7 separate regions of the Mus musculus genome follow, and all the other regions are linked to region 1. Evidence: chromatin contacts called from public HiChIP or PLAC-seq, capture Hi-C and promoter capture Hi-C data. All regions are on one chromosome and are shown on one strand. Each heading gives the region's core, a stretch centred on a gene start, on an enhancer-like site or on the middle of the called end of the contact. The rest is flanking DNA. Distances are from core to core; before and after follow the strand shown. Region 1 holds the start of Cops3 (COP9 signalosome subunit 3). Region 2 holds the start of Dhrs7b (dehydrogenase/reductase (SDR family) member 7B). Region 3 holds the start of Llgl1 (LLGL1 scribble cell polarity complex component). Region 4 holds the start of Shmt1 (serine hydroxymethyltransferase 1 (soluble)). Region 5 holds the start of Arf1 (ADP-ribosylation factor 1). Region 6 holds the start of Wnt9a (wingless-type MMTV integration site family, member 9A). Region 7 overlaps Drc3 (dynein regulatory complex subunit 3).

Region 1 (3,039 bases), core at 423-2,922:
CCCATCCAGAGTCTATACTCCAGCTAGCCTCATTCTTTTCTCAGAAGCAACCCAGTGTTACCAGTGAACACCTTAAGGATCTAAAGACAGTCCACATGAATAGGAATACTCACCCATGCGCCATGCAGTCTATTTATTCACATAGATGGCACTGTGTTGTGTACACTATTAAGCATCTTTCTGCTATTTAATGATGACCTCAGATTCCTTTTCAGTTTGCAAAAAGTATATGCACTTTTCTTCCCACAGCTGCATAGGAATCCATTTGTACGGCTGTGCTGTAATTGTCTAATTTTAATTTTCTGTGTCTGTATGTGGTTATGTGCATGTAAGTGAAGGTGCGTGAAGAGACAGAAGAGGATGTTAGGTTTTGGGTCCCTTGAAGCTGGTGTTACAAGGGGTTGGGTGTCCACTAACAATGCCAGGAACTGAACTCTGGTCCTCTGAAAGAGTAGTACATGCTGAGAGCTGTTCTCCAGCTCCACTTAATTAACTTATTTAGAGACAAGGTTCTCATTGTGTAATGCTGGCTGGCCTTGAACTCAAGAGATCCACCTAACTCAGCCTCCAGAGTTAGGGGACTAAAGGAGTGCACGCCTATGCTCACTCCTTACTTAACTAGTCCTACCTGTATCGTATGGATGAATGACTTATTTAAAGAAAAAAAAAAATCACTCACAGGTGTCTATCTGGCCTGTGAGCTTAAGTCTATCACTGACAAGGAAAACGAGAATTACCATTTATTTTGCATGGTGTCATCATTTAAACCTTACAAGAGTTAGGTGGACAACTACCCGGACACACCTCATACCTCTCTTTTTCTACAGATGAAGAAACGAGCCTAACCTCACGGAATTTCCACATGTCAAAAGCATTTCTAACATGCTTTCTCCACTCCATTCCCTTAACTCTATTAAAGAGAGGTCACATTCTTCTGGCTCAAGATTATGGGTGTGTTCAAGTGACGAGATGAATGGACCAGACGGTATGCAAATTAAGGGGGGGAAATAAAGTAACAACTGTACGCCCTAGAGATGTAGTCCGACTACTGAAAGCTCCCTTGGAGCTCGGTTCGACCAAAATAGGGGCGGAGGATTCCGAGCGTGCGCCGCTGGCCAGCCAAGACTCACGCCTTCTAGCCAAGGAGCCTAGAAAAGACTCCCCTCCAGCCGCTAGAAGGGCCTGGTGGGGGCGGGGGGGCAGACCGGCAGGACGGACAGGACGCTAGACCAATCACCAAAAAGCAGTGATGGCCAAGGGACCAATGGGTGCTCCGGAATGCCCCTACCGGAAGTCACGCCCCCAAACTGTCAAGCGGCGCCCCGTGGCTGGGGCCCGGAGGGGGGGTGCTGGAGGGGGAGGGGAAGGAAAGTCTCCGGGGCCCGAGGCAGGGGAAGGCGACGGCAAGGACGACGGCGCACGACAGCACGAGGACTGCTCCCCTCGGCCGTGCGCTCCTACCCTAAGCACCAAGGCTTGAGCAGGTCCAGGGGGAGAGGCTAGAGAGCGAAGGGCGGTCCCAAATCCGCACCGGTGCCAGGGCATACCGGGCCAGCTCTGCGGCCCAGGCCTCACCTTGAGCTGAGAGCTGTCGGACACTGTTCACGAACTGCTCCAGAGCAGACGCCATGTTTCCCCCCGCTGGTGGCCCGAGCAACAGAGGTAAGCTCGCGCGGGAAAAAGCGACTGCTCTAGGAGGAGGGGCCCGGCGACCCACTAAAGCCTGGAGGCAGGTTGTGTCACTTCCGCCGGCCAAGCGCCGCGAGATCTTACCTGGCTGAGGCACCCCCTCCTGTCTCCATGGAAACAGTTCCGCTAGTCGCCGGAAGTCAGGTCCCCTCCCTCGCCTTTCATTGTAGTGCACTTGGGAAATCTCGTCTCATGTTAAATGGAAATAACGAAGAAAGGAAAGAATAACACTTAAGCACAAAATTTCTGGGCCCAGTTTTGCTTAGAATGACTGAACATTATTTTAAACCTAGCCACATACTTCCGACACGGCTCCATTGCCACTTCCGGAACATGTCACTAGAGAGCCATACTTTCTTCCAAAGGCAAGGGAAAATGACTCCTTTTGAAGGATGGGGAACTCGTTTTATAAGTTCCTAGGAATGGTGGCTTTTATCTAACGACCAGAAACCCTTCTGTATCTGAGGTTGTGCTCATTTCTGAACATACACAATGCCTGAGAACTAACAGCTTAGTGCTGGACAGTTTCCCAAGTCAAAGTGTAACATTAGGAAGGTTTTGAATTCTAAAGCTGAAAATTAAACACCAAGCAATTCCTCGGATTTCCAGGCTCCCCAGGTCTAGACTGAAGCAGTGATTTTTCTCATTCCATCTTTGGTTTCTTATATGACCATCATCTATCTGTAACAGTTAAACTCAGGTTAAACTTTCCCTCTGAAGCAAGCTCGGTAATCTAAGGCTAAGGGGTTCTGATAGATAGCACAGCACACTTTAGGTTCCTGCTTGGCTCGGAACTAATTTCTTTCCTAGGATTTCTAGTGCTGTAGCAAAGATGAGAAAAAGGTTACTTTGTATCACTTCATAAGATGAATGAAAGGCCTCAGGCAATGAGGCTTTAGAGGGAGACTCTTGAAAGCAACCGGGATCCAGGGTGTTAGTGTTACCGCTCTAAGGGGCAAGTTTTCCCTAATACAAGTGTTGCAGTTCCGAGGGGGCAATGCCAATGAATGTGTTACAGCTCCGGAAAGACTTCTCCAATGGAAGTATTACAGCTCTGAGGGGAGAGGTTGCTTGTGTGTAAGTGTGACAGCTGAAGGGAAAGTTATCCTGGCAGTCTGGAGCCAAGGAATGCCACAAAGTCACATGGCACATCAAACGTCACTCAAGAGATTGGGAGAGATAACAGAGGGTGCTGCCTCTCCTGGGAGAAGCAGCAGGGAATTGGTGAGGAGACAGGCTTATACAGAGTTTCATGGGGAAGGAGTTTTCCAGGGTAAAGATTTCCACGGTGAGGATTAGTGAGATTTCAAGCCAAACTCAAAGACTGGTGAGAGTTTGTGCTCAGGGATT
Region 2 (3,059 bases), core at 45-2,544, 990 kb after region 1:
GGGTGGAAAGAGGAGGCTAGAGAGAATGGAGGAGAGTATGCCCAAAGTACATTATAAACTTGCATGAAATATCTTTATGCAAGCTCCTCTCATCTACAATAAACAGTCAATAATGAACATACAATAAATTTGCTGAGCAATAGTGGCTCATGCCCTTAATCCCATCACTCAGAAGGCAGAGGCAGGCAGATCTCTGAGGCCAGCCTGGTCTACAGGGTAAATTCCAGGACAACTGGGACTACACAGAGAGACCCTGTCTTGAAAAACTAAGATAATAATTTTTTCTGCAAACTTTGTATCTTTTGAAATAAAATTTATTTCCAGCTATATGTATTACAAATTGTATTGCTTATACACTCTCTTGTGTTGTTGACGTTGTTGTTATAATTATTATCTTGAGACAAGGTCTCTCTCTGTAGTCCTGGGTGTCCTGAAACTCGCGATGTAGACCAGGCTAGTCTTGAACTCACAGCACTTGGAAGGCAGAGGCTGGCAGATCTCTGTGAGTTCGAGGTCAGCCTGGTGTAAAGAACGAGTTCCAAGACAGCCAAGGCTACATAAAGAAAGCACTGGTCTCAAAAACCCAAAAAGAGGCGGGGTGAGGGGGAGAAAGAAAGAAAGAAAAAGAATAAAGAAAGTTCCTAGACTTAGCACTATTAATAGTATTAATATTACATGTAATAGTGACATATATGTATGTATATATATGTATATATGTACACATATGTATTTATGTATATATGTATGTATGTATATAATGTATGTATGTAATATATATATATACATATATATATATATATATATATATATATATATATATATATAATAGTAATACTAGAATAGTACGTTCCTAGTTGTGTTAAATGTGGCTCCTTGTTGGAAGGAAAAGTGACTACTTATGTGTAGGTCTGTTTCTAACCTCCTTAAAAAACAAAAACAAAAACCGAGCCCCCTCTCCCCATCTTTGTAACAACATCACATCGCCGTTTATAATAATCTTGGCAACTGTAGCATTTATTTTTGCTTTTTGAAGCAGTGTCATGCAGCCTAGCCCAAAGGGGACCTTGTATTCCTGAGCTGCCTCCCTTCATTTCTCAAGTACTCGGATAACAGCCATATGCCATCAAACTCAGCTTTGCAGAGCAAGTTCAGTTTTTTCTGAAAACCGATGGAACCCAAACCACTACTTAGAATTTTCCTCCGGAAGATTTACGGTATAGGACTTAAGCAGACTGACGTCATTTAGACCGCAAAGGCTAAACTCTACCTCTGTTGGGCGCATCTTCAGAGCGCATGTGCTTCCCGAGTATTGTGATTGGACGGAACCAAGCTGCATTTCGTCAATTCCGAGGCGGGAGCATGAAGTTGATTGACCATGATCTCTCCGTCCTTTAGGTAAAGGCTAGGGATGTTGCAACCTCTTGGTGAGTGGAAATGAGGACGGTGTCCTGTCTAAAGCGGAGGCGCGGGGTACATCTGCTTTAAGTGACTGAGTGAGGCTGAGCACGTTCTGGGGAGGCTGTGGATCCTGATAGCTTCCGGTTCCCCGCGGCGCCCCACAGTGAAGGAAGCAGGGTTCAGGCACTCCGCCCCGGCACGCTCATCGCGGAGATCACCTGGTCTCTGTGTGTGCGTTTCAGGGTCTGGAGCCTAGAGCGCGCAAGGTCGCGTGTGCATAGCTACTGTGGCATGACCCCAGTGGCACTCCTGCCCGGGGATGGTTAGGAGATCTGGGTTTTCGGAAAGGGCGAGCAAGATTCTGACTTTGGAACATCCATGAGAACAGCTTTCTTAGATTAGACACTTCCAACCCTAACTGTGCCGGTTAGCAGGTGCAACTGTGGGTGGATGCCTTAAACATTCAGCGACCGTTTCTTCAGTTAAAACTTTAGAAATATGGCAGTAGTGAAGAGTAAATAAGTTTTTGCTTGCAAGGGCTTAGCTAGTGGCTACATGTACTCAACACATGGTACTCATACATTACTCTCAGTTCATTAGCCTTTAGTATAGTGATTTGAGAGTTAATACATACGCCTTTCCACACAAACACTTGCACTAGCTCTCAGGTGGGTATTTACTTTTGTTATTTTTCCTTTTTATGCGATATTTTATTAAATGTCTTTACAGGACAACAGCCAGCCTCCAGACACAGCTGCTAAGACCCTGTAGGCACTGACTGGGACATGTTAGTTGGCTCTGGCTTCCCACCTTTTTGTTCTGAGATGGTGGTGGTGGGCAGGATCTCATGTTTGGGATCCAGGATGCTCACATGGTCAAGCAGAGGGTTGAAGGGCTGACCTTAACACTTGGGTGCCAGGGCAGCATGATCTTTAGTGCCCAGCACATCCTGTCTGAGCAATACACAGTGCAGGCAATGTCAATACAGTAACTAAAAGAGTCTCCACTGTGCATATCCACAGCCTTCATTGGCCCTCTGTCCTTAGAGCTTCCCATAACCCACAGCCTTGGAAGCCCTTGGCCCCACTGTAGCTGTCTTTAGATACACCAGAAGAGGGCATCAGATCACATTACGGATGGTTGTGAGCCACCATGTGGTTGCTGGGAATTGAACTCAGGACCTTCGGAAGAGCAGTCAGTGCTCTTAACTAATGAGACATCTCTCCAGCCCCGTACTTACTACTTTTAGTGGAATTGCCTGTAAAGACTTTTCAGTCTTGTAACCCTGTAGGGGTAGTGGAAAGCTTTAGAGAAGTAGCAGGTGGCAAGGGACCCCTTAGTGATAAGGTTTGAATTAGGCATCAAGACCTACTTGTTTTAGAAGTGCAGGAAGGGAAACTAACTGGAGTACCCACCACTATCTGTCTATTGTAGATACCCACTTTCCTCATCACAGCAGAGTATGAAGTCAGTAGTAGTATCTCTACATTTCGGAAGAGTCCTGGAAGCTTAGCTGCAGCAAATTAATGAGGGGAGGCAGGCTTTTAGATACATTCCTCTATGCAAAAGCCATGCTCATCCAGGGAACCAAGATTGCCTTTGAGTTGGTCATTGTAAGAGAAATTATTGAAAGATTGTTACAAGTCCTGTGCACCCGCTTA
Region 3 (3,012 bases), core at 329-2,828, 860 kb after region 1:
CTCTGTGTAGCCTTGGCTGTCCTGGAACTCACTCTGGAGGCCAGGCTGACCTCGAACTCAGAAATCTGCCTGCTTCTGCCTCCCAAGTGCTGGGATTAAAGGCGTATGCCACCACTGCCCGGTAAAAGTCATTCTTATTGGCTATCAAACAACAGAAGTTATTTGTTGCTGTTTTGTTGTCTGGTGTTTGGGGTTTTTTGTTTGTTTGTTTTGTTTTTGTGACTGCAGTGTAAAATTTCTGGGGATTGGTTACTTGGGTAACCTAATAAACTTTTACTGCAGAGATGAGGGTAGAGAAAGCTGGTGCTGAGGTAGAGCATGTCCTGAGCATTTGCAAGGTTGAAATCCAACATGGGGTAGCACAAGGACTGTAGCCTAGGCCTCTGAGTTGCTTCTGATCATGACTTGTGTGGGGCTGATCTTGGTCTGTGTTGGCTGCCACTGTTTCTTCCTCTGTGCATCTGGGGTGATATCACTTTAAAATTGTGTGGTATCTGTGCCTCTCTCAGTGAGCTCTTAAAATCATTAAGCGTGTTGAGATCAGGAGGGGCCCTTTGCTGTCTAGCCAACCACTTTAGCTACAGCTCGGGAAAGAGCTGTGAGTCCTGAGCCCCAACTCCCAGGGCGGGTTGAGCAACGCTGGTCGTGGGCAGTTTGGAGGTAGCTAGGTCCCTGTTGCTGCAGTGCAGCTGCCTGAGGGTTAAGGGTCAACGCCTCCTCTCTTGACAAAGATGGGAGGACAGGGGCTTGGCCCGCTTAAACTCCTGGGATCTCTCCCAACACTGAGTCCCTCAGCTAGCAGGAAAAGGTTCAGCCTAGAGGCCATTGTCCAGAAGAGAAAAGTCTCGGGAGGTGGGTGGGACAGGAAGAAAGCGGGGGCGGGGCGCAGCTTTGTTCTCGGAGTTCCCTGTAGGGATGGGGGAAACAAGGGGAGAAGCTGTATCCAGCCCGCTCCTGTTCAGCCCTACGTGCCTGCCACCTCCTGCAGCCCTCCGCCCCTTTTCTTTGCCTCGCGTCCCTCTCAAGGATCTTCTGAGCCGGTGCAAACCGAAGTTCTTTGTGTTGGGTCATGAATAATAACTCTCAAGGAATTGAGATTTTCTTTTTTTTTTTTGAGACATAGTTTTACAATGTAGCTTTTGACTGGCCTGGAACTCAGAGAGATCTGCCTGCCTCTGCTTGCCACCTGATTGCCAGAATTAAAGTTATGCACAACCATCGCGGGCTCCTAGAGAGGGGTTCTTCGATAATAGTTGAGACAAAAAGCGTGGTGTGGAATACACACCGGAGGAATAGGCAAAGTAGTGATCCGTGAAAACTGGCCACACAAACTAGATAACAACGGCAAAGATGGGGGAAGTGGGACCGGGAGGGGCTAGAGAATTGTCCCTGGAATTATTAGAATGTTGTTAGCTCAGTCGTGAGTGGAAAACAACCTTTAGCAAACCACAGCCCAGCTTCCCACGGTTGGGACCCACCTTCGGACTACAAGTCCCAGCAGGCCCCGCACCATTGCGCATGCGTGACTGCCCCCCCCCCCCGGCGAGCCCGGCGAGCCCGGGGGCCCCGTCCTCGCCCATTGTCTGGCGAGCAAGGGGCGGCACGGCACGGCGGGCACGCTCACGTCGTGGGTCGGGCGGGCGTCCGTGGCGTCCCGCGCCTCCGTGCAGGCCCCGCCCCGCGCCTCAGGACCGGCGGGGCCGGGCGCATCCCGCGGCGGTGGCGGAGGCGGGCGCAAGATGATGAAGTTTCGGTTCCGGCGGCAGGGCGCCGACCCGCAGCGCGAGAAGCTTAAGCAGGAGCTCTTCGCCTTCCACAAGGTGCGGCGGCGGGGGCGCCGGCGGCTCAGGCGGGCCACATCGGGCCGCCTCTGCCCTGCGAGCGCCGCGCTGCTCGGGTGTGCCTGGTTGGGGTGTCGGGCTGCGCCCCGCGCCGTGCCGTGCGCTTTCGGGCTCCTGGTCTCTGAACCCCTGATATCTCTCCCGGTGTCCCTTGGGCTCAGTGGGGTCCTCCGACCTATCTGCCTTTCGCTCTTGGCCTCTTTTCTTTCATTTTTGGTGTGTAGCCCGGCTCGGCTGAGGGACATTCAGGGCCAGGTTTTGTTTTCTTTAACTCTTAGGCGGGCGAGAGAGGGAAAAGTGGGGGGTGGGGGGGCTGGGAAATCCCTGCGCCTCCACTTTTCTCACCAGGCTCTGCCCTACCTTGGGGTCCCTAGTTCAAGGGATGTGCTGGTCTGTATGCTCAACTGCATTTCAAACCTTAGTGCCTCAGTTTCCCCCGCCATGAAATGAGGCCAGTTTCCCCCTTGTGGATTCTGGATGTCCTTGCGACCCGGCCAGTTCCTGACCTTACTAAAGTTGGAGAGACGAGATACAGAAGAGACCCGGGAAAGGCCTCAGCTCCCACCTAGTCTGCACTGACCAGTATAGAGCCCCACAAGCCTAACTCTTATCTGTACTGGTGGGGCTCTGATTAGATGTTACTTTTATCCCAGAGCCTGTGTGCATCTTGCTGTTGAGGATTCGATTTCTCATTTCCATTACACACGTTAAAAAACAAACAAACAAACAAAAAAAAAAAAACTGAGGTTCAGTAGGGAGAGGGCCGCTTATCTTTCCTTGCCTTGCTGTGTGATAGCAGTGGAGTAGGAGTTTTGAAGCAGCTGCTACTGTCCTGAGTAGAACTTAGGGACCCTGGACTTCTCTTAGGAGGCACTTTCAGGGGGAGACCCTGCCATGGCTCAGTTTTTTCTTGTTGCGATCTCAGCAATGATCAGGGGGTGCCAGGCTTTACAGACACCATAACTAAAGAGCTGCCAGGAGAGGCTTCTCAGATGGGAGCCTCTTTTTGGCTCACCGTGAGGGTGTGCCCCATGAAACAAGAAGAGAGTGGGTTTTAGCCAGTGAATGGGGTGTGTAGTGGGGACCTCCACAGTTGTGATGAGTCTCTGAAGCATGGCTTCCCCTGACTGATGATGCTACAGTGGGTAGGAGTTGAGGAGGGTGAGGCCCG
Region 4 (2,978 bases), core at 404-2,903, 970 kb after region 1:
AGGTTTCATGTAGCCCAGGCAGGCACAGAACTGGCATAGCAGAGAAGAGCCTGAAAGTTCTGGCCCACCCACTTCAGGAGTCCTCAGCTTATAGGCACGCCTCAGCACATTTAGTTTCATGGGATGCTGGACTGAACCCAGCTCCCTGCATTCCAGGCAAGCTTTCTACCAACCAAGCTGCTTTCCCAGGCCTAGCCTCAGTCAGGTATTTAATAGTTTTCAACAACAACAACAAGGTCTCCATATAGAACTATCCTGGAATCACTATGTAGACCATGCTGGCACTGAACTCTGCCTACTTCTACCTCTTTGTCTGCTGGGTGGGATTAAAGGCCATACACCACAATACCCAGGCCAGGGCATTAGTTTTATGTTTTTAGAGAGGGTTTTTCTATGTAGACCAGGCTGGCCTTGAATTCACAGAGATCTTCCTGCGTGTGCCACCACCACTCCTGGCTTACTTAGGGCTTACTTAGGAAGAAGATCTTCACACTATAGACTTTTGATTATTTTGTTTTCCAAGACAGGGTCTCTCTGCAGAGCCCTGGCTGCTGAACTGTCGTTTTTGAGCTAACTTTGGGGAAAACATACAGCATTTCCTTATTACTGTCTATAGGTCTGCCAAAGTCCATACCCACGTGTTAGGCTGTAATGGGGACAGGAACAGTGCGAGTCTCTCTGTGCCCTGCTTTATAAAGAGAGGAGGCTCTCAAAGGCCTTGGAGTGGCTTTAACTAAGGTCATATAACAGAGGCAGAATGTGAACTCCTGTTTACTTTTGGTGCTTCCCAGAATCCTGGGTAACACAATTACTCACCTCCATTCAATTTCCCCTCAAGGAAGAAATTTTAAATGTATTCTGTACGGAGCCTAAACTGGTGTTTCTGGTCCAGCAACTGCCTGGCTCAATTAAACACATTTGTGCTTGCTTCAGCTAACCAAAGGTCACCTAACTTCCAGACCTTGAAATAGAGGCACTGGGCTAAGAACGCTACAAGCCAACCTGTCCCCTAGATAGAGTAACGCACTGCAGATAATCAGGGTTGTACTAGTAAATCAAAAGCAGTGATTACAGACAAACCTCGGAAGCTTCGTTAACATGTATAAACCAAGGGGTTCCATCCCAGCACCACATGAACCGAGAGCGATAGCTCTTACTGGTGAGGTGGAGGCAGAACCATTAGAAGTTCAAGGTCATCCTTGGCTACACATCAAGTTCGAGGACAGCATGTGTGACACTCACACCTCAAACAAAACAAAAAGAAACAATCGCAAAGATTAGAAATTACATACCTTGTATTAGGAGCGTGGATTTTGTGAAAAGGTTCCAACCCTTGGTGCAGGGTGGCCTCCAGTTCACTTGGTTTCGGGAGCTGGCCGTAAACGTCTGTTCCTCCGGTCTTTATGAAAGGGACTAAACGCGTTGTGGTGGCGCACGCCTTTAATCCCAGCACTAGGGAGGCAGAGGCAAGTGGATCGCCGAATTCCTGGAGAGCGCGCGGAAAGTGACCACAGCAACACCTCCAGCCGGAACCCCGCAGCGGGCTGTCCTAACAGCCCAGCACGTGCTCCGGGAACCAGCCTCCCCACCACGTGACACACCACGTCCGGGGGAAACCCAAACTTGGCGCGCAGAGGCCGGAGCTCCACTAAACTCTCCCCAGCGCAGCCTGGTCCCGCCCCGCCCCTACAGCGGCCCAATCAGTGGGAGCATCCAGGTAGAGCCCGCCCCCAGCTGCCCACGCGCGATTCGCCCGCGCTCAGAGCAGGGCAAAGCCTGACGGAAAAAAAAAAAAAAAAAAAGAGCTCTGAACTGGAGGGGGTGGGAAGGAGGAGGGGACTGGGCGGTTCCTTACCTTGGGACCTGGGACTTTTGGGCAGTATTGCTGATTGTAGGAGTGTTTTGTGATCCAGAAGACCTGGATAGGATTGGGGATCGAGCCTGGTTCGGGTTCAGTTTCCAGTAACTAATGCACAAGTGTCCAGGGGATCTGCCTCCAGAGTTCTAGGATTAAAAGTATGTGCTACCATGCCTGACATAAATAGATCTTTTTTTTTTTTTTTTTTTTTGGTTTTTTGAGACAGGGTTTTTCTGTCTAGCCCTGGCTGTCCTGGAACTCGCTCTGTAGACCAGGCTGGCCTCGAACTCAGAAATCCACCTGCCTCTGCCTCCCAAGTGCTGGATTAAAGGCGTGCGCCACCACCGCGGGTCCTGGTGTCAGCCCACAGTAATCCCTATCTCAAATAAATAAGTAAACAAAAAAACAAACAAGACAAACAAAAACCCAGCTGGCATGACCAGAACTCTACAGGCTTTGGCAGAGGGATCTTGAGACAGAGGGCAACCTGACTAAATACCAAGATTCAGGCTAGCTGGCTGTCTCAAATATTAAAATGAGGCTGGCTGTGTGGCTCGGTGTTAGAGAGCCTGCTTAGCCTAAACAAGAGTTTGCGTTGTTTGTGTTACACACGCTAGTAAAAACGAATGAAGCAAATCATATTGCCATGGGGCTAGAGAGATGGATCAGTGGTTAAGAGCATTTGTTGCTTTTGCCGAGGTCCTGAGTTCAATTCCCAGTACCCACATGGGTGGCTCACAACCATTTATACCTTCAGTTCCAGGGGCTCTGATGCACACTTCTGACCTCTGTGGCCAATGCATGCATGTGGTACACACATACATGCAGACAAACACTTGCATATATAAATAAAATAAATTTTTAAATATATATTATTGCCATGTGTGCATAAAAATATAAAAATACATTGTTTAGTAACAAAATTAATTTAAAATGATAAGATTTAAAAAATCATTTTAGAGTCAGGAGGTAGTAGTGCAGCCTTTAGTCCCAGCCCTCAGAAGGCAGAGGCAGGCAAAAGGGTGTTAAATCCCCTAGAACTGGAGTTATAGTTGGCTGTGAACCACCACAAGGGTTCAGAGAACAGAACCTTGGCCCTCTGCAAGAGCAGCAGTGCTCT
Region 5 (3,065 bases), core at 7-2,506, 610 kb before region 1:
AGAACTACAACAGAAGACTCCAACATGGGTTGTGGCATCAACTACTGGGCTCTCCAATGACTTCTGGGACCAAGAGCAGCTGACCCTTCCTTTCCTGACAAAGCAGCCAGTTGCTGTTTGAATGGGAGAATTCCTTCTTGATGTGAACAGAATCCCTAGCATTTTGCATTTGTTCTATGTAGCTAGACCATACAACATATGTAGCTACCTACACTACAAACTGACATGGCACGACCACCCTAAATGGACAGCCAGAATTGTGTACTGGACCTGGTCTCTGTACCTGCGGACTGCTCAGAGGCCGGGAACGGGTTATTCCATGGGCAGGTTAAAGATTCTCCAATTCAGAATGGCCTTTCTAATCCACCCAAAAGTGCATAAAGGAGCCGGTCAAGAGGCGAAACAAGGCTCAAACCCCTCCGGGGGCCATCGGCACCCCAATGCAGATCTCACCGACGATATTCGGGGCCCAAATCACGGCTAATTGGGGATCACAGTGGGTATTCTGGTATCCCCCGAGATCCGCAAATGCGCGTGTTAAATCCCAGCACCTGGATCCGCAGTTCGGAGCCCCTGTCCGACACCTGTCCCTTTCCCTTCCCCCTTCCTACAACTTCGGTCCTCCAGGCCGACAGGAACCGGACTCGAGAGACAGAAGAGGAAGACCTCGCCACCCGAGTGACCTTGACGTCGTCTCGGGGCCACCCGAGCCTCAGTTTCCCCAAGCCCGCGGTTCATGCCGTATCTGAAGCGGCCGGCTAGCCTTTAAGAAGGAAAACCCCGTGACCCCCCGAACCCTGCTCCCCGCTCCCAGGCTCTCGGGCCGTGGAGCCTAGGAGAGGCGCAGAGAGGAACAGCAGGAAACCTGGCTTCCTGGAGAAGAGCCGGCGTCCTGGCCGGACTTCCGGGCTGCGGCCCGCGGCGGGCGGCCAGGCAGGCGTAAGGGCCGCGGAGTGGGGGAGGGCCAAGCGGCCGTGGGCGACGCGGGACTCCGGGGCGTCCCGATCCTCTGTCCGGCCTGCCGCCGAGCTCACTGAGCATAGACCTCAGGCCGCCCGACCGGACTCGGTCCTTAGCAGCCGCAGCTGAGCGCCCCCTTGACTCCCACGATGACCAGCCCGCGGCCTCCCCAGTTTCGGCCTCAGCGCGCCCCGCGTCTCACCTCCGCGGCGGCTGCTCCCAGCCAGGCGTTGGTTTCGCTCCCACAAGATGGCGGCGCTGACGGCAGCCACGTCAGCGCCTGCCGCGGGGCACGCCGGGGGAAGAGGGCGGGCACGCAGAGGGCCCCGCCCCCACACGGATGGCGCTTGCGCGTCTGCACTTTGTAGCCTTCACGGGGCGGAGCCGAGGTCGCTCTGTTTCCGGATCGGGTCCCGGGCTAGCACTCTGGCTCCCGGCACTAGAACGAGCAAGGGTGTGGTGTATGGAGTTCCGTGTCCGCCGGCGCGTGCGCACGCGCGCCTTCCTGCGGAATTCCAGCCCATTCCGCGGATGCGGGGGTTGAGGCCAGTAAGCGTTCTAGAGCGCCAAGGTCAGAGTGGGAAGGTCGTGTCAGCCCTAGGAGGTGTAATGTCCTTCTCACAGTACCCCAGGGTCTCTGATATTCCAGCTGGGCCCTGGAATTGAAGAGAATGATGTGACCGACAGATGGCCAAAGTGGGAAGAGGCGCAGGCCAAATGTCAGACAAGCACCATGTCTCCACACTGGTCTTGGACCTGTGTGCACGCTCAGAGCTGACTGAGAGGACCAGACACCTGCATGGGCATAGCACTGCCTGAGAGGCAGTGATGGGGTGGCCTCCTTCAGGGTGCAGGTGAGGAGGAATCCGTTAACTCTCCCCATCGATGCAGGAATCAGGCCCAGGCTCTGTCCTCCCTATCCAGTTCTTCCACCCCGTGTGCTGTTGGGAGAAGTCCCACAGGTAGGAGATGTTGAGGGCCCTGGGAGATTCTTTTGAGCCTGGAGCCCTATCTATTGAGTTAGCAGGAGACAGTTCTGTTACCAGGGCCTGCTTCAGCCACTGTTGTGTCCAGGCACAGGGTACAGGGCATCCTCACTGTGTTTGGGGGTTGAGACCTCCAGAGCTTTCTCCCCAGAGTTGTGGGTGCTGAGCCTGGCAGGATTCGATGCAATAGTCACCTTCTTGACCCTAACACATCCCTTTCCATCGCTCAGGGCTCCATTTTCAAATGCTGCTTCTGTAAACGTCTATGGGGGTGCTTGCCTGTTCTCTCTCACCCTCAACACACAGCAAGTGTTTATACAAAGCCTTGGGTGTCGCTGCCTGCCACCAACCCTGGAGAAATGGCAGGACATCTCCTGAGACCTGTGATTCCAGCCATGCCAGAAGCCTGTCTTAGCCTCATGGATAAGTCGACAAAGAGATGGGGTGTCCAGAAAACCGCAGGCTAATAGTCAAGAACCAAACTCCCTTTCTGTACCTAAAAAGGCTAAAATTATGAAAAAATGGAGACAGGGTGGTAGTCATTCTGTTTATTGTAATGTGACCACTGTACATTGTAGTCCCGCTCAAAACATCACTCTGTACCCCGTAAATAATTATTTGTGTCAGTTAAAATTTTAAACAGCCTTTGTAGATATTTAATATCCACATGTGTAATGGATGATACATTTGAAGTGGATACCTACCTAGGCAGGCTCTTCCTACCTCCCCAGGTCAGCTGAAGCCACAGTGAAATTTTCATATTGCACATGAACTTTGAATGTTAAATTGTATATTCACTTAAATATATATAATTTTTCAAGATTTACTTATTTTATCTATATATGTGAGTGTCTATAAATATGTATGTATACCATATGGGTGCCTGGTGCCCAAAAAGTCCAGAAGATCCATTGGAACTGGAGCTACTGATGTTTTGAGTTACTATGCAGTTTCTGGGAACCAAACCCAGTTCCTCTACAAGAGCTGCAGTGGACTTGACCACAGAACCATCACTCCATCCCCAAGTGTGTATTAAAAAGGAAGTTGGACAATTGAACTGAAGAAACTCTTCATACTATTGTCACAGAGGACCCAAGCTCTGTTCCTAGCTCCCAACTG
Region 6 (3,127 bases), core at 614-3,113, 530 kb before region 1:
TGCCAGCTCCGCTCTCACCGAGTATGCATCGCCTGCAGTGCCTGGCGACACTCGTTTACAATCTCACACATCATTTTTCTTGGAAGCAATCTCGTGCCTTTAAATATGTCATCGCTCAGCGTCTCCCGTCTCCTGCTTCTTCCTAGGAGCGGGAGCCAGGCCTCCAGGTGGAAGTCTCCCTGATGCTGCTCCCCACCCCCCCAACACACACACCACCCCCATGCTGCCATGGCTGGAGCTGCCTTCTGGGTTCATTTTGATGCAGAAGCACCATTGGATGGCGATGTGGGGTGTAGGTGGGTTCCCAGCAATGGGGAGCGATACGAGTCCCCCTGACCGTGTAGTTAAATGGGCCTCTGATGGGGAAACCAAGGCTCGGAGAGGAAGTGATGGGCTCTCCCGACCCCTCACTCAGCCACACACCCACCACATATGGAAGCTTTTCAGTCAGGACAGGGTATATTCACTTGGGTGGTCCACACCCACAGGAGTAACCTGCTTGGCTCTGACCAGTGCGGAGGCTGATGTGATTTTTTTTTTTTCACTCATTTCCTCCTCTGCTTTCCTTTGGAGCCGTGACAGGTGGCTGAGCAGTTGCTGTGCACGGCTAGACAACTCAGCCTCCCAGAGGAGCTCAAAACCCTCAGACTTGGAGGTCTCCCATCCAGAATCAGCCCCTCTAAGTTGAGAAGGCGGTGGCTGGTAAGGAGGTTTGCCTTCCAGGGTGTGGAGCTTGCCCCTGTAAGCCCAGGTCAGGGAGGCACGCTAGTGTTGGAGGTCCCTGGGTTTTGTTAGCTTGGCTCTGGTGTGTGTGTGTGTGTGTGTGTCACTGTCTTGCACAGAAAGTGCGTCTCCAGCACGGAAGGTTGACACGCGGTGGGCATGTGTCAGGATCCAATCACTCGGTCCTATTCTCCAGCACTTTGAATGGTCCCTGAATAAGCCGCCCCTCCCCCAATGTCAGGGGACTCTTAAGCAGTCTATTGGGTGCCCTGGGCAATTGTGTTTCTCTGCGTGTTAGTTAAGGTTTGACTTATAGACAATTCAGTCCACGAAGATGAGTCACAGCTCTGGGCTTTCACACAGACCAGTCACCATCCTGGCCAGCGGTCCCCTTCATCTTCCACCCTGTTTGGGGTATGAGGTCCCTGAGTGTCAGTGATATCTGCAGCTAGTAGTCCAGAAGTCCCTGAGGACCATATTGTCCCATCCTCAGGTCCAAGTCGGCCACAGCACCGGCTCTGCAGAAATGCCTTTTTGGTCTCCCTTGGAGAGGTCGCCTTTCCATTCCTCCAGCTACAGCACCCCAACTTTCAGCAGTGGCTCCCTCTTGGCAACATTGGCCCGCGAGTGGATTCGCGTCCCCCCACGCTCCCGCTCTGTAATCCAGTGGCTAACGTCGCTCCCAAGCCACCCAGTCACTATCCCCTCAAGCACAGTCGTCCAAGTTTCTCGGCTCTTGGATGTCTTTCCCGGCGGCCAACACCCGGTCCCTAACTGTCAGGAGACACCCCGGAGCTCGCACTTGTGTCCTGGCTGCAGACACCTAGCCCCGGGGTCTAACCCTGCTCTGTCTCTCAGTCCCGCCCCATCGCTCCTTCTGGCTCCGTTACTCGACCGGGGTTCCCACCGCGCCACGTGCCCAGCCCTCCCCACAGCGCGCCCCAGGCCCGCCCCGCGAGCCGAGCAGCTCGGCGGCCGCGGCGGCGGCGGCGGGCGCGCAGCTCGGATTTCGGCCCGCCCCCGGCGCCGGCGTGACCCCTCCTCCGGGGCGCGGGCGGGCCGAGCCCAGCTGGCCGGCGCCCCGCCCCGCGGCCGCGGCTGCGGACGCTATAAGAGGGCGGCGGTCGCGGCGCGCCCTGCGCGGAGCCCGGAGCGCGATGGTCTGCCGCCGCGGCGCGGCAAGATGCTGGATGGGTCCCTTCTGGCGCGCTGGCTGGCCGCGGCCTTCGGGCTGACGCTGCTGCTCGCCGCGCTGCGCCCTTCGGCCGCCTACTTCGGGTAGGTGCCCGCGGCGGGCGGCCGCGCGAGGGCGGGCGAGGGCGGCGGGGCCGGACGGGGGCATCGAGCCCGGGGTAGCACTCGCCAGGTGCTCGGCGGGGTACACGGGTGGCTTGGAGTCGTTAGTTGGCAGCGAGCGCGCCTCTCGGTCCGCAGGTCGTTGCCCGCCGTGCGCCCTAGAGGTAGAGGGGCCGGTGTCCCCGACGGGCTTGCGCGGGGCCGCGGTCCACGGTGACTCCCGAGTCGCCGCCGCCGCCTTAGGCCGCGGTGTTCCTGCCAAAAGGCTGGAGCCTCCCTGGCCCCTGCCCACTACCCCCCTTCTCTCCTGGAAAAGTTAATTTAACAACAACAAAAAAACACGTACAAAATCCAGATGTTCCTTGCACTGAGCCCCAAAGGGGAGAAAAAAAACCCTCCAAGCTGGAGAAATTTATTTTTCTTGCGCTTTTTTCTGGCGCTCGCCCGAGCCTGGCCCCGACCTCGGCCCTCGGGAACACGTCTGGGAGACCTGACCCCGGGGGGTAAACGCCGCCGCTGTCCCGCGGGGTCGCCGCCCGCACTCGCCTGTCTATGCGTTAGCAGTTTTGCCGCGTTCTTGGGCGCGTCTCTTCACCTTTGGTTCCTTTCGTCCCTCCCTCTCTACTCGCTTTCCCAGGTTTGGGATGCCTGAACCCAGCGATCTTTAGAGGGACACCCACTGCACTTTGAGTTCTCCAAGGTCCTGGGTGGCACCACGCATGGCAGCGCCCCAGCTTTCTCTGCCCTCCCTGCTTATCACCCTTCTTTCCCCCTCTGGGAGACCTGGGTTAGCCCCTCGGGTCGCAACCCTGGTCCTGGGTGATCTGGACTGCGTCTTGGGCCGCCGCCCTTCGCCGGTCACCTGTTCCCTCGCCCCTGGCTTCAGTGGCCGCTCGCAGCGGTGTGGCCGGCAGAGGGCCCCGTTGGTCTAGGAATCTGGCACCCGCCAGGGCAGGGAGAGGCGGCTGGGCTGAGGAACCCTGCAGGTGTATCCTGTTCTCAAAGAAAATAAAATATTTTCATGGGAAATTTTCCCTTTGTGTTTTTCTTTCTCCTCCTTTCTCCTCCGTCTGTCCATTTCTTCTGGGTTGTCTTCCAGGGTCAGTTC
Region 7 (3,220 bases), core at 436-2,935, 550 kb after region 1:
ATTTATTTATTTATTTATTTATTTATTTATTTCTATTTTATGTGTACGGGTGTTTTGTCTGCCTGTGTGTCCGTGCCCTGCTTACATGCCTGGTACCCAGAGAGGCCAGAAGAGGGCATCAGAGCCTCAGGAACAGGATTTACAGTTTTGAGCTACCATATGGGTGCTGGGAATTGACCCTAGGTTCTCTGGAAAAGTAGCAAGTGTTTTTACCTGCTGAGCTATCTATTCAGCCCTATGAATCAGTTTTTAAAGCTTGATTTGCACAGACTGCCCCCAACCTTGGCTCCCATCTCTCCCGATAAGAATATCTTCCCTCCTCCTGGCACTGTGAAAGAGGCTGGCCCACAGGAGTTTCATCTTCTTCTTCCAGGGAGGTAAGGGTAGGTCTGAGTGCTCTTTTCATGCTTGCCACTTCCAGGTGCCTTTGTATACAGTGTGCCAGAGCAGCAGGCAGCGTCCCCAGAGCTGTCAGAGCTAGCACATGGCAGGCTGACACTTGAACTTGGCCCTTCACCTCTAGACTCTAAGTTTTTACCCATAAAACCAAATCATCACTTCCTACTACACTGTTAACTACTGAGTCCCCCCAAGTGCGGATTTCTATTTGTAGAACTTAAATGCCATCCGGGAAGAGACTGATCTGTCCAACATCGAGAAGAAGCTGACGGAGTGCACTGAGAGCATCGGTGAGCTGTTCAACACACTCATGATCCTGGAGATGCAGCTGGTGGAACAGCTGGAGGTAGAGTCAGACTAGCATATATCCAGGGGCCCCCGCATGCAGCTGCAGAACCCTGCAAGCACGCCCTCCACAGGCTCCTCTCCCCTGTGTCCAGTGTGACCCAGTGGACACACAGGAGAGGACTGGACAGATGGAGACTGGTGGGTCACTAGCACTCACTGGCCAAATGGCTTAGTAAACATGAAGAGTTCCAGGCCAGCGAGAGAAAAAGGCGAACGGTGCCTGAGGTTGTCCTTTGCCTTCATCCAGGGCCACAGGCACATATAATGTGTACACCCCACCATATAATGAGCATGAGCATGTATACATACTCATATGTGAGTGCATGCACGTGCACACATGCACACACACATGTGCACACACACACACACACACCACAAAATCACCTTTTACCAAAATTATTAAAATACCTTAAAGTCAGGGGCTGGGTATAGCTCAGTGCTTGCTTTGCACAGACAAGGCCCTGGATTCCATCCTCAGCAATGCAAAAGAGAGGGGGTGGGGCGAGGAGGGAGAGGAGACAGGAGGAAAAGGAACACACTGCTCTCTTTGCTGCCTCGGAAAGGATTCTTATGGAGAATGAGAGGTGAACTCAGTCCTCTGAAAATCTCCCCTCCTCCATCCTAAAACAGGCTCAGCAGAGTACAGATTTCTTATTAGACCCAAGGGGAAGTTCAGGAGCTTATAAGACAGGTGGACCTGCACTCGGGAGACAAACAAAGGCTCATCAGTGCCGCAGCCTGTGCCTGCTGTCTCGGGGTGGGCGATGTCGGGAGGCTGCCGCTTGGCCCCAACTTGGGAGAATGAAAAAGCCCAGGCATCTCAAGAGCATCTGTGTGCCAGGGTGACTTGTGTGTGTGCACGCAGCCAGGCTGGGGGCTGGACGCTGCATGATGAATTGGACCTCCTCAGATGCTGCCACAGCCGGGCCAAGAGCCGGTGCCTAATCAATTCCTCACACATCAAATGGCACTTCCTACGCAGAATGGATCTGCTGTCGCACAGCACAGCAGCCGCTCGTTTCCCACTGGGAACTGCTCTGCTCAAGTACTGCAGAAGCAGTGCATGCAGGGGAGGGTTGCTGGGGGCTTCCAGTCCTTTCAAGCAGGGAGATTATTTTCAGTGGCCAAACACTTCTCAGGTTCTTGCTCTCATCCTGGCCATGTTGCCAGTCACCTGGTCACCTGAAGCTGGAAGATTCTAGTCCGTGCTTCCAACAACCTTACTTGTATTCATCAAAATGCTGTGCATGAGCGCGCGCGCGCGTGCACACACACACACACACACACACACACACACACACACACACACGAGAATGGGCTCATTTGTACTGCATACAGACAGGTTTTGGGCTCCTGTGATGCCCTGCATCAGTGCTGAGGCTATGAAGGGTCAGGAAAGCGTCTTCCAGAGGAGGGTTCCTAATCACGTTCTTATTACTCTCTCAACAATATTGAGATTTGTTTTGGCCCCAAGTGCTCTGCTAAGCACTAGGGACAGCAGTTAGTTGTTGGAAGTCTAGGGTGACTGTCAGCACTTACCCAAGCTCCTGGATCTGCCAGATATGTGGTAAATCATTATGCATGATATAGCTCATTTACCCCACTAGCCACCATGGTACTACATAGAAAAACTGTCTCATATGTGAGGAAGTAGAGGCCGAGAGAGATTAAATGAGCTCTCTGGAATAGAGCTGGCTCTCGAAATTGCTCTCCATGGCCCTTGTGGAGAGGATGGGCAGATGCTGCTGAGAGGCCTAGAAGGAAAGGCTTCATTCAGGGGGGAGGGGGTGCGGCCAGGATATTTGGTCCTGGTGGAGGCAGCTACATGGGCAAGAGGCCCAGGACAGGGCTGGCAAGATGGTCCTGCTCAGTGGAGAAAGGTTCTTATCACCAAGCCTGATGACCTCAGTTTGATTCCAGGGACCCGTGTGGTTAAGGAAAGGACAGACTCCAGCAAACTGTCCTCTGACCTACACACGCACACACACACACACACACACACACACACACACACACAGAGAGAGAGAGAGAGAGAGAGAGAGAGAAGTGTAAATTAAAAAAATAAAACAAAACAAAACAAAAAAAACAGCCGGGCAGTGGTAGCTCACGATTTTAATCACAGCACTTGGGAGGCAGAGGCAGGCGGATTTCTGAGTTCGAGGCCAGCCTGGTCTACAGAGTGAGTTCCAGGACAGCCAGGGCTACACAGAGAAACTCTGTCTCGAAAACAAAACAAAACAAAACAAAAACAAACAAAACCACACACACACACACACAAAACAAAAAAAAAAACAAAAACAAACAAAAAACCCACCTAAAACCCAGTGGCAGTAGCCATAGAGATGCTTATTGGTTAAAAGCACTTGTTGCTCTTGCAGAGGGCCTGACTTTGGTTCCTAGAACCCTCATGGCAGCTCTCAAAGTTGGTAGCTCCAGTTCTAGAGGATACAGTGCCTCTTTCTGACTTCTGTAG

The links. Promoter capture Hi-C pulls out the DNA fragments that hold promoters and counts their contacts. HiChIP or PLAC-seq counts read pairs in DNA pulled down with a chosen protein or histone mark. Capture Hi-C pulls out chosen DNA fragments and counts their contacts.
Region 2: a promoter capture Hi-C map of pre-B cells shows a contact between it and region 1, with 3 times the contacts expected there. The contact joins the promoter of Dhrs7b here to the promoter of Cops3 in region 1. A contact is called at or near these places in 2 of 39 promoter capture datasets (embryonic stem cells and pre-B cells), 2 of 484 Hi-C or Micro-C datasets (B cells and liver), 3 of 115 datasets of contacts at active chromatin or transcription factors (bone marrow-derived macrophages, large pre-B cells and pancreatic cancer cells) and 1 of 9 other capture datasets (adipose tissue).
Region 3: an H3K27ac HiChIP or PLAC-seq map of embryonic stem cells shows a contact between it and region 1, with 4 times the contacts expected there. The contact joins the promoter of Llgl1 here to the promoter of Cops3 in region 1. A contact is called at or near these places in 1 of 39 promoter capture datasets (erythroid cells) and 2 of 115 datasets of contacts at active chromatin or transcription factors (embryonic stem cells and pancreatic cancer cells).
Region 4: a capture Hi-C map of macrophages shows a contact between it and region 1, with 7 times the contacts expected there. The contact joins the promoter of Shmt1 here to the promoter of Cops3 in region 1. A contact is called at or near these places in 1 of 39 promoter capture datasets (pre-B cells), 1 of 484 Hi-C or Micro-C datasets (liver), 1 of 115 datasets of contacts at active chromatin or transcription factors (pro-B cells) and 1 of 9 other capture datasets (macrophages).
Region 5: an H3K27ac HiChIP or PLAC-seq map of extraembryonic endoderm stem cells shows a contact between it and region 1, with 2.8 times the contacts expected there. The contact joins the promoter of Arf1 here to the promoter of Cops3 in region 1. A contact is called at or near these places in 3 of 39 promoter capture datasets (cranial neural crest, liver and pre-B cells), 1 of 484 Hi-C or Micro-C datasets (embryonic stem cells) and 4 of 115 datasets of contacts at active chromatin or transcription factors (bone marrow-derived macrophages, extraembryonic endoderm stem cells, large pre-B cells and 1 more).
Region 6: an H3K27ac HiChIP or PLAC-seq map of the NIH/3T3 cell line shows a contact between it and region 1, with 5 times the contacts expected there. The contact joins the promoter of Wnt9a here to the promoter of Cops3 in region 1. A contact is called at or near these places in 2 of 39 promoter capture datasets (liver and pre-B cells), 2 of 115 datasets of contacts at active chromatin or transcription factors (the NIH/3T3 cell line and large pre-B cells) and 1 of 9 other capture datasets (macrophages).
Region 7: a promoter capture Hi-C map of hippocampal neurons shows a contact between it and region 1, with 2.5 times the contacts expected there. The contact joins the enhancer-like site here to the promoter of Cops3 in region 1. A contact is called at or near these places in 2 of 39 promoter capture datasets (cranial neural crest and hippocampal neurons), 5 of 115 datasets of contacts at active chromatin or transcription factors (astrocytes, bone marrow-derived macrophages, embryonic forebrain and 2 more) and 1 of 9 other capture datasets (embryonic stem cells).

Annotation. Positions count from the first base shown.
Region 1 is chr11:59,838,095-59,841,133 of GRCm38.p6, forward strand. It overlaps Cops3 (COP9 signalosome subunit 3), which reads right to left and starts at 1,673. Exons shown (of 12, transcript NM_011991.1): 1 at 1,576-1,673. The coding sequence starts at 1,630.
Region 2 is chr11:60,829,337-60,832,395 of GRCm38.p6, forward strand. It overlaps Dhrs7b (dehydrogenase/reductase (SDR family) member 7B), which reads left to right and starts at 1,295. Exons shown (of 7, transcript NM_145428.2): 1 at 1,295-1,395. The coding sequence starts at 1,376.
Region 3 is chr11:60,698,122-60,701,133 of GRCm38.p6, forward strand. Llgl1 (LLGL1 scribble cell polarity complex component) reads left to right here and starts at 1,579. Exons shown (of 21, transcript NM_001159404.2): 1 at 1,579-1,820. The coding sequence starts at 1,740.
Region 4 is chr11:60,809,612-60,812,589 of GRCm38.p6, forward strand. It overlaps Shmt1 (serine hydroxymethyltransferase 1 (soluble)), which reads right to left and starts at 1,654. Exons shown (of 12, transcript NM_009171.2): 1 at 1,293-1,654.
Region 5 is chr11:59,227,011-59,230,075 of GRCm38.p6, forward strand. Arf1 (ADP-ribosylation factor 1) reads right to left here and starts at 1,257. Exons shown (of 5, transcript NM_007476.3): 1 at 1,163-1,257.
Region 6 is chr11:59,305,067-59,308,193 of GRCm38.p6, forward strand. Wnt9a (wingless-type MMTV integration site family, member 9A) reads left to right here and starts at 1,864. Exons shown (of 4, transcript NM_139298.2): 1 at 1,864-2,001. The coding sequence starts at 1,907.
Region 7 is chr11:60,383,601-60,386,820 of GRCm38.p6, forward strand. It overlaps Drc3 (dynein regulatory complex subunit 3), which reads left to right. Exons shown (of 14, transcript NM_029044.2): 10 at 614-745. Among named protein-coding and RNA genes, the nearest start is that of Atpaf2, 32 kb to the right of the region's middle. Within about 2 kb of position 1,686, at least 66 of the 459 cell types and tissues checked have an H3K27ac peak or open chromatin away from gene starts, as enhancers often do. A contact at or near this core is called in embryonic forebrain, forebrain and hippocampal neurons, where this site is marked.